Regions from separate parts of the Mus musculus genome. Here all the other regions are linked to region 1. Evidence: chromatin contacts called from public Micro-C and promoter capture Hi-C data. All regions are on one chromosome and are shown on one strand. The core of a region is the stretch at or near the end of the contact, and the rest is flanking DNA. Distances in the headings are between cores, read along the strand shown.

Region 1 (2,612 bases), core at 37-2,536:
TCTCTGTCGGAACAGTTCCACACCGAATGTAGCAGGTGTGGATGGCCCACCCACACTTTCCCTGAAACTAACCCTTGAGTTGGCAGACGCTACCTTCCCTGGTTCCTCCTCTCTCCTCTGTTTCAAGTGTGGGAACAGGTATAGGTGGGAAAGAAGAAAAGGAAGCAAACGAAGCCTGGAGAGAGAGAAGGAGCAGGTGAGCCCAGGGTGGATGGGCTGAGCGACACGAGAACAAAGAGGGGCATCGCTCACTCCCTCTCTCTATTTCCCTGTGGCGTTTTCCTGGTGTCCTCTCGGATGAAGCCTTCCTCGGTTTGACTGATGACATCCACAATCTCCCGGATACTGTCGCTCAGCCCTGCTGTCTTCCCGCCTTCCCTGGGCCGGGTGTTCCCAAGCGCAGGCAGGGTCCTCTCATTCCGCCAGGAGGCGCCTGGGGCGTCTGTGTCGCTTCCATCAGAGGAGCCGCTATGGACGCTGAGATCCTCCGCTTCGTCTGAGTCCGAATCTGGGGCGGTGTGGCGGCGGATGCGGGACACGGCTTCTCGCAACGCCCCGGCGTAGGGCCCTGGAGTCCGCGCCCAGCCCCCGCCCGCGCGCCGCGGGACACCAGCCGCTTCTGAGCCCTTCAAGCTGCCGGCGCATACCGGAGCCGCTGGGCCTAAGGTCGGGTGCTCTTGGCTACCTGGCTGCGTGGGGGCGTCTCGCGGGTTCACTTCTCCGACAGGGAACCCCAAACCGCTGGAGGAGCGCTCCTCCAATGAAGAATCCCCCTGCTGTCCGACCTCGGCCTCGCACTCGCGACCCTCGCTCGGTTGGTTTAAGACTCGACTGCTCAACAGTCGCTTTTGGCAAACTGAAGGGTTGGCAGCGGCCCCCTCGCCCTCCTCCTCGTGACAGGGCTTGGGTTGACTAAGGCTGTCGCTCACACTGCACGACTCCCCAGAGGGCACGAGCTGACCCTGCTGGGTTCGAGGGGTCGGAACGTACTGGGACTTTATCACCACGCATGTGGCGTCAATGACAAAGATGCCTTCTCTACCAGCGGGACCTCGGGAAATGCGGGGCAGGGTGTGGGCACGGCGGGTCACCTTCCAAACTTCCAGGGTCTCATGTTCTGCCCCCTCTCTTTGACCCAGGGACTCTTTCCACCCGGTGCCTCCAGGAGCCCAGGGTCTAGGGAGCGTCTGGCTGTGCCTAACTGGAGGCTTTTTAGGGGAGGCAAGCCAACACGTGGGAAGCCATATCTGCTCACTTCCTTCTTTCCCTTTCCTTGACCCCCTGAGGTGCTGCCTGGACCTGGGAACAGGACGAGGTGGGCTGCTGATCGCGGACCTAGAGAGAGCTGCGTCCGTGCCTGGACCGCCAGTCGTTTTGCCTTGGGAATGACTATCGCCAGCACTGTTCAGGCCAGCAGCAACTAGGCCTGAGCTTTTCTCTATAGCCCCTTTGCAAGACTCTGGCCTAGCTCTGGCTGCTGTACAGCCTGGAGCACCTCCTAAGAGTCCCCGTCCCTGTCTGAGACCCCAAGCTCCTAGAACATCCCGGTAGATTCGAGGATCCAGCCTCTTCTTCGTGCGCCCTCCCTCTGTCCTGGTGGTGGCTGGAACTGGGGCTGATGAGGTGGGCGCCCGGGAGAGCTCCGGGCCTCGCTTAGTCCCCAGGGTCCTGTGGGGACCTTCATAAGAAGGTGGAGCCACATAGGGTGGCGGCCGGTCCCAGCGGCGCCTTGGGGCTGTGCCTGCAGAGCCTCTCAACAGCAGGTGAGCCTCGTAGCTAGGGGGCCCTGGCCTTCTGCCTCCCCATGGCCCCGCCCATGCAACCCCTGGGTCACCCTGCGGGAGCACGGATGGTCGGGGCGCTCGCCCCACCTGCCCGAAGCGCTCTGGTCTGGAGAAAACTGGAAACCCTGTAGGTTGGGCTGCCCGAAGGGCGTTCCGGGGCTCTGGGCGGGGCTGACCTAGGGGACTCCGTCGGGCCCCGCCAGCCTTGCGCCTTTTTCTCTCGGTCTCCTTGGCCTCCCGCTCCTGCGACGCCGCCTTTCTTTTCTCTTGTTCCCGGGCTCGGACCTCGGCGGGGGGGCCCGCCCGCCAGTTGGTTGCCTCCTGCAGCACCCTGGAGGCCCAGGGTCGGCGGGGTGGCGGCTCAGGGGATCCCGGGCGCAGCCTACACCTGGGACAATGAGCAGGAACCCAGGTGAGCAGTTTGCGGGGACAGAGAGCCGAGGTCCGGGGAGCTGGGAGCACTGGAGACCACTTGGGGCAGCCATGTGGGAGGGTTCGTGTGAGTGTCTGAGCGAGTGCACGTGCGTATATGTTAGGGCTAAAGTCGAAATGAGACTCCTCGCCATCTCTCCATGCACACTTTAACAGCGACTGCCCCCATCTCACCGCCTGCCACTAGTACTCCTGTCCCCCTAAACAGCGCTCAATGATTCAGGCCCCAGTCCTCGACGAGTGGGGGGAGGGAGGCGCGGGAAAGAGAAGGGAACAGCAGCAATTGCTGGTGCCAGCGGGGAGGTCTGGACCCCACTTCCCGCCCCACCACTTGCTGCCCCTCACCCCTCCTTCACTCACGTGCGGCTCTGGGGCCCACGGGCCCAGTAGCTGGCC
Region 2 (2,612 bases), core at 62-2,561, 450 kb after region 1:
TCACAGTCCCAAAGCCTCCGGCTCCAAACCACAGGGCTAGGAGGAAGGGTCCCACAGGCTCATCCAAGGGTTCTGACCAAGCGAGCTTGGATGCTGAGAAGAGAGTCTGGGAAGGAGAGGTAAGGCTCCCTCAGGCTCGGGTTTCCAACAGGCCAAACCTACTGACTGACCAATCCCTTATCCTCGTGCACTCGTGCACCCTGTCTGAGGTAGTGGGAAGAGGCAAAAGAGCTCTACTCTCAATTGCACCTAACCATTAGTAGCTATTACCTGGTCTGATGGCTCTGACAGTTAATCCCAGCATGTGGAGGCGGAGGTAGAGGTAGAGGTAGAGGTAGAGGTAGAGGTAGAGGTAGAGGTAGAGGTAGAGGTAGAGGCAGGTGGATCTCTGTTGACTTTAAGGCCAGCCTCGTCTACAGAGCAAGCCAGGGCTATCTATATAATGGTGAGCCTCTGCTCCAAACAATAAAAACAAAAAATATAAGTAGCTATGTGGGAGTCACTGAGGCCTTTGTGTGAATGATAAAAAGATGTGGGAAAAAACGTATTAGGCTCAGAGATCTCTCTTAATTTTACCAGTGAATCCTAAATTAAGCATTTGGAACGTTAACCAGAAAGGGTCAAGGGATTCCTGACTCATTTGTTTTCCTTTGCCTGTCTACTCAAATCAGCAGCACCAGCCTGCCCCCAGGCCACAGCCTGGGAAGGTAGATGGAATCCCACTATCTCGCTACCCTTTTGCTTTCCCTTCCATTTGCAGCTTTTACTAAAGCGGGTGGTTCCTTCGGACGATTCAAACGTGGTTTGGGAACTGTATGAATACCCAGCGCTTTGGCAGCCCCGCCCCTCCTGACTCCGGCGTCTCGTAGAGCAAAGTTCTGGCTCTGCCTTTAAGGACGCTCCACGACCAGCTCCGTGGGTACCACAGAAGGGGGGTGCAGGTGTCCAGTCCCACGAGCAACTAAGGCAAAGTGCTTGCCCTCCTTCCCTTCCCTCCTCCCGACAGGGCACCCCCAAGGTGAGGGATCAGTGCAGGTCTGTTTCAGGGACTCTGGGGAGCAGTGGTAATTTAGTCAACTCTTCGGCTCCATACTACTGCATCGATCTCGCCATCTGGCTCTGAGGCCCACAGGCCGGTGGTAGCGAACCAGGACCAACTCCCAGACAATTCTCATCCCACCTCAAGCATGCCACCTGTGCGCATGCGTAACACCGCAGGCCAGAGCCTGGCCTGATCGGACTTACGCATGCGCAGATTTTTCGGGGCGATACCGGGGCGGGGCCCCAAATCTTGTTGTGGGGTTGTGCCCCGAGGCACGTTGGGAAACTCCACTTCACCCTCCAGGTCTACTCAGAACACTAGGAGACGAGTCGCGGGGTCTCACCATTCCTAGGCTGCCAGCTCCAACAATTTCTCCGCGGCGACGGCAGGAGCCGCAGGGCCAAAGCCGGCTTCCGTGAGACACATCTACTTCCGGGTTGCGAACGAAGGGTTGGACGATCTCTTCCGGTTCGTCCTGGACCCGTAAGTGGAAGGGGCGTGGCCGTGCGCCTTAGTGGAAACCATTTTGCGGGGAGCCGGAAATACAGCTTTCCCGGTTGGCAGAAGCGCTTAGGGAGGCACCAGGCAGTGTTAATTATAGGAACCGCGGAGGTTTCCGTGTTGGAAAACGCAGCGGGAGGGCGGGGCTTGTGCTGAGACCCCGCCCAGGCGACGCTGGGAGGGGCGGGGCCGCCGTGCATTCGTAATTAGCACTAACCTTGGTAGGTCTCTCTGGACCAAATCTTGTATTGTTTTATCTGCCAGTGTTTTCAGATAAGGGATTCGGTCAGGCTCTTTGCTAAGCACAGGACTGGAGGAACATGTTGGAGAGTTTGCTCTAACTGTGGCGTACAGTACGATCCCGAAAATTCCTGTCTAAGGGGGAGATGCAGGATGGTGGCCGCGTTCCTAAGGAAACACTCCTTAGAAGGAGCGGCGCCAGTTGCTTACGCCAGAAGAACTCCATCTAGACTGCTGGGGTCAGTCGTGGGTAGCCAGCAAACCAACCGAATCCTTTTCAGAGGACAGTGTTCCCTGAGGAAACTGTTTTGAAAGAAAGAACTAGTTCCCAGAGAACAGGAGACGTCCAGACTTTGGGGCCGTGAGAGATGCCCGGGAAAGCTAGGGAGACTGGGCTCTAATAGCTCTTTCATGCCTTCTTTGAGGGGCACAAAAGTGGAGCAGCTCTGGCTGGAGGAGCTTCCGGGAAGAGCGTTTGCCCAGCGTGCCTGACATCCTGAACTTAAGTGTCAAATGGACGACCCTGACAAGTTGCAAGTCTTCTCTTCATAATATACTGTTACTTATTTAACGAGCATGTATTTGCTTTATCGCTCCCAAAACAAAGTTTTCTGGTATACAGTGTGCTTGTTAGAGGTTTGTCAACTTGAAACTAGCTAGAATCTTCGCGCTCAGTTGAGAAAATGCCTCCTTCAGACTGGTTGGTAGGCAAGTCTGGGGTGTGTTTTCTTGTTTGGATAGATGTGGGAGGTCTAAGCAGTGCCTGCCTTGAGGTTCTTGCCCCAACTTTCCTCGGTAATAGACAGTGACTTGAAAGTTATGAGATGAG
Region 3 (2,612 bases), core at 32-2,531, 290 kb before region 1:
GTTATGAACACGCTTCCAACATCCTTACTTTGTGATTGTTTACCACAAATGGAAATTTAAGTGAGGCTTCCTGGCCTTAGAGGAGGTGAAAGATTTTTCTGTTTGTTTAGGTTTTTTTTTTTTTTTTTGCTTTTGCTTTTGAAACGGTTTCTCTGTGTAGCCCTGGCTGTCCTGGAACTTGCTCTGTAGAATAGATTTGCCTCGAACTCAGAGACCTGCCTACCTCTGCCTCCTGATGACAGGACTAAACGTGCCGTGATAAAAGGAATTTAGTCCACTCATAGAACAATCTGACTATTAACTGACAGGATTAGATTCTCTTTTTTAAGACCTATTTATTTATTTATTATGTATACAATGTTCCGCCTACATGTATGCTTGCAAGCCAGAAGAGAGCAAAAGATCACATTACAGATAGTTGTGAGCCACCCTGTGGTTGCTGGGAAACTGGGCACCTCTGGAAAAGCAGCCAGTGCTCTTAACCACTGAGCCATCTCTCCAGCTCCAGAATTAGATTCTTATTCAAAATTTAATCTAATTACTCTCTTCTCCCTATATAAATCCACCAGTGTCGAGTTTACGCACATATTACTATAGATGCTAATTCTGAATCTATAAAATAAAAATATTATGGTTGGTTTTAATGTCAACTTGTCGCAGATTAGAATCACCGAATACGGAGCCTCGCCTGAAGACATGTTCTGAAGAAGTTGATCTGACTGGTGTGGGAAGGCCCTCCCCTGATTGTGGGTGGGCCTGGTAGCAGCTCCGATAAAAAGGTTGTTTTGGTAGGACGTTATCTCCCCTTTGTTCCTTCTGGCCTTCCCTCTCGCCATGAGTTTGTTTGCCTGGGATACGGATGATTCTCTCTGATGTCAGAATCAGTATTTATAAGTTGTCATCAAGACTAGGTACCAACAGCTCCCCAGGAACCTTCTGGACCTCTGTGTGCCAGACCAGTACTAAGCCACCCTGCCTTGGGGATGGAGCAAATATCAGCTGTTGAACTGCCCCACCCACCCACCCACCCCCACCCACCCACCCACCCCCACCACCCTCGAGAGACCATTCCTGAGGGACTAATGGGAGGCATTCAGCCATAAGGACCAAGTACTCAGGTAAGTCTCCGCTCTCTGCAATTCTGCTGTTGTTACTGTTTAAAGCCGGGAGGGCAATGTGCAAAAAGGATGACGCACAAGTGACTTAGTCACGTTTGTGAAATGTGAATAGTTCAGGAGAGACACGGCTAGAGACAGATGGTGTGGTCACTGTCACGCACAGCAAAAGTCACCCTCCGCATTCCGTCGGCAGGCTTGGCAAGAAGTACAGGGCACGGGGCCCAGCTGCTCTGTTCAGGTTCCTGGAATTCTCTCAGTGTTAAAAAAAAAAATGTAGATGGAAATTTTGAAGACATAGCCATAACAGAAAGTCCGTTGTGAAAGAGGAATGGAAACCTAGATTTCTCACCAAGAGGAAACAGAGCTGCAGTTCGTGCCAGGGCTCGAGAGGCCAAGGCAAGAAGACAAATGTAGGCTTAGGGGTCACCCGGGGCCACATGACAAGCCCCAGACCAGCAGGGTTACACAGCAAGATCGGGTCTCAAAAACAGCGACAGCTGCAGACCTCTGCATTCCTAACGCTGTGACCCTTTAATACACTTCCTTAGGCGTCCTTCTGTGTAGTGAGTCCTAAACATAAAATTATTTTGTTGCTACTTCATAACTAGTTTTGCTACTGTTATGAATCTGATGTAATGTAACATCTGATAATAACAATGTAAATATCCGGTATGCAGGCTGTCTGATATCTGATATTTAGCCCCTGTGAAAGGATTGCTTGGCCCACCCCCAAGGCTGATAACCACTGGGCTACAGGATCCTCGACACACCCAAAGGGATTTATAATCATTAATTTTGTTATTTTTATTATTTTTTAAAATTATATGAGTATAGGTATTTCACCTTCAGACATGTCTGTGCACCATGTGCATGCCTGATGATCTCAGAGGTCAGAGGAGGGCACTGGACCCCATAGTGTTGTGCCAGGGAAGTGTTAGTGATCCCCCCAAAAAAACCAGACAGGAGCCAATCTGATGTAACTCACAGCAGGGTCTTTATTCGAGCTAGCTCAGGCCTCCCCAATGCACCACCATCACTCAGGATGGTTTTGGTAGTGGGGGAGCCCCGAATGTCTATGAAGCAAGACTTTAGAGTAAGCAGCAAGCAGGGAGTGTGTGTGCAAGCATCTCATTGGCAAGCTCCTGTGGCCTTTAGCATAATTGGCTGGTGCTGGGAGTCACATCATAAACTTAGATTCTGCTCCCCTCTGCATTGGTGGTCGTTAGGCAGGGGGTGGGCTTGTAACCTGGGGGTGCAGGTTTGTTGGGGGAATAACCTGGAAATGCTGGTCTTGTTGGGGATTACCCTAGAGACTAGAGCTAGGCTCGGGTTTTGTTGGGGGGCAACTTGGAAACTCATGCTAGGTACCAGCCTGTCAGTTTACCTGAGTTCAAACTCAGGTCAGGGTCTCTAAAATGGAGTCTGAACTTACAAGATTTGGCCTCTCACTAGAACTGAAGTTACAGACAGTTGTAGGTCACGTGGGTCCTCCGG

Evidence for each region. Promoter capture Hi-C pulls out the DNA fragments that hold promoters and counts their contacts. Hi-C and Micro-C count contacts between places; a contact is called where the count stands out from the background.
Region 2: a promoter capture Hi-C map of hippocampal neurons shows a contact between it and region 1, with 2.2 times the contacts expected there. The contact joins the promoter of 1700120C14Rik here to the promoter of B130046B21Rik in region 1. A contact is called at or near these places in 1 of 39 promoter capture datasets (hippocampal neurons), 2 of 115 datasets of contacts at active chromatin or transcription factors (both in embryonic stem cells) and 1 of 9 other capture datasets (adipose tissue).
Region 3: a Micro-C map of the G1E-ER4 cell line shows a contact between it and region 1, with 4 times the contacts expected there. The contact joins the enhancer-like site here to the promoter of B130046B21Rik in region 1. A contact is called at or near these places in 11 of 39 promoter capture datasets (the 3T3-L1 cell line, 3T3-L1-derived adipocytes, the HPC-7 cell line and 7 more), 2 of 15 datasets of contacts at CTCF or cohesin (the NIH/3T3 cell line and embryonic stem cells), 42 of 484 Hi-C or Micro-C datasets (B cells, the Ba/F3 cell line, the C2C12 cell line and 22 more), 6 of 115 datasets of contacts at active chromatin or transcription factors (T-cell acute lymphoblastic leukemia, embryonic stem cells, stem cell-derived neural progenitor cells and 1 more) and 2 of 9 other capture datasets (adipose tissue and embryonic stem cells).

The regions. Positions count from the first base shown.
Region 1 is chr15:98,805,029-98,807,640 of GRCm38.p6, forward strand. It overlaps B130046B21Rik (a long non-coding RNA gene), which reads left to right and starts at 1,287. Exons shown (of 3, transcript XR_003951472.1): 1 at 1,287-2,196. Ddn (dendrin) reads right to left here. Exons shown (of 2, transcript NM_001013741.1): 1 at 2,577-2,612; 2 at 1-2,172. The coding sequence ends at 249.
Region 2 is chr15:99,250,477-99,253,088 of GRCm38.p6, forward strand. It overlaps 1700120C14Rik (RIKEN cDNA 1700120C14 gene), which reads left to right and starts at 1,312. Exons shown (of 3, transcript NR_045627.2): 1 at 1,312-1,525. Mcrs1 (microspherule protein 1) reads right to left here and starts at 1,485. Exons shown (of 15, transcript NM_016766.3): 1 at 1,386-1,485; 2 at 1-106.
Region 3 is chr15:98,511,645-98,514,256 of GRCm38.p6, forward strand. No RefSeq gene overlaps it. Among named protein-coding and RNA genes, the nearest start is that of Snora34, 6.9 kb to the right of the region's middle. Within about 2 kb of position 1,282, at least 182 of the 459 cell types and tissues checked have an H3K27ac peak or open chromatin away from gene starts, as enhancers often do. A contact at or near this core is called in 3T3-L1-derived adipocytes, B cells, the C2C12 cell line and 13 more, where this site is marked.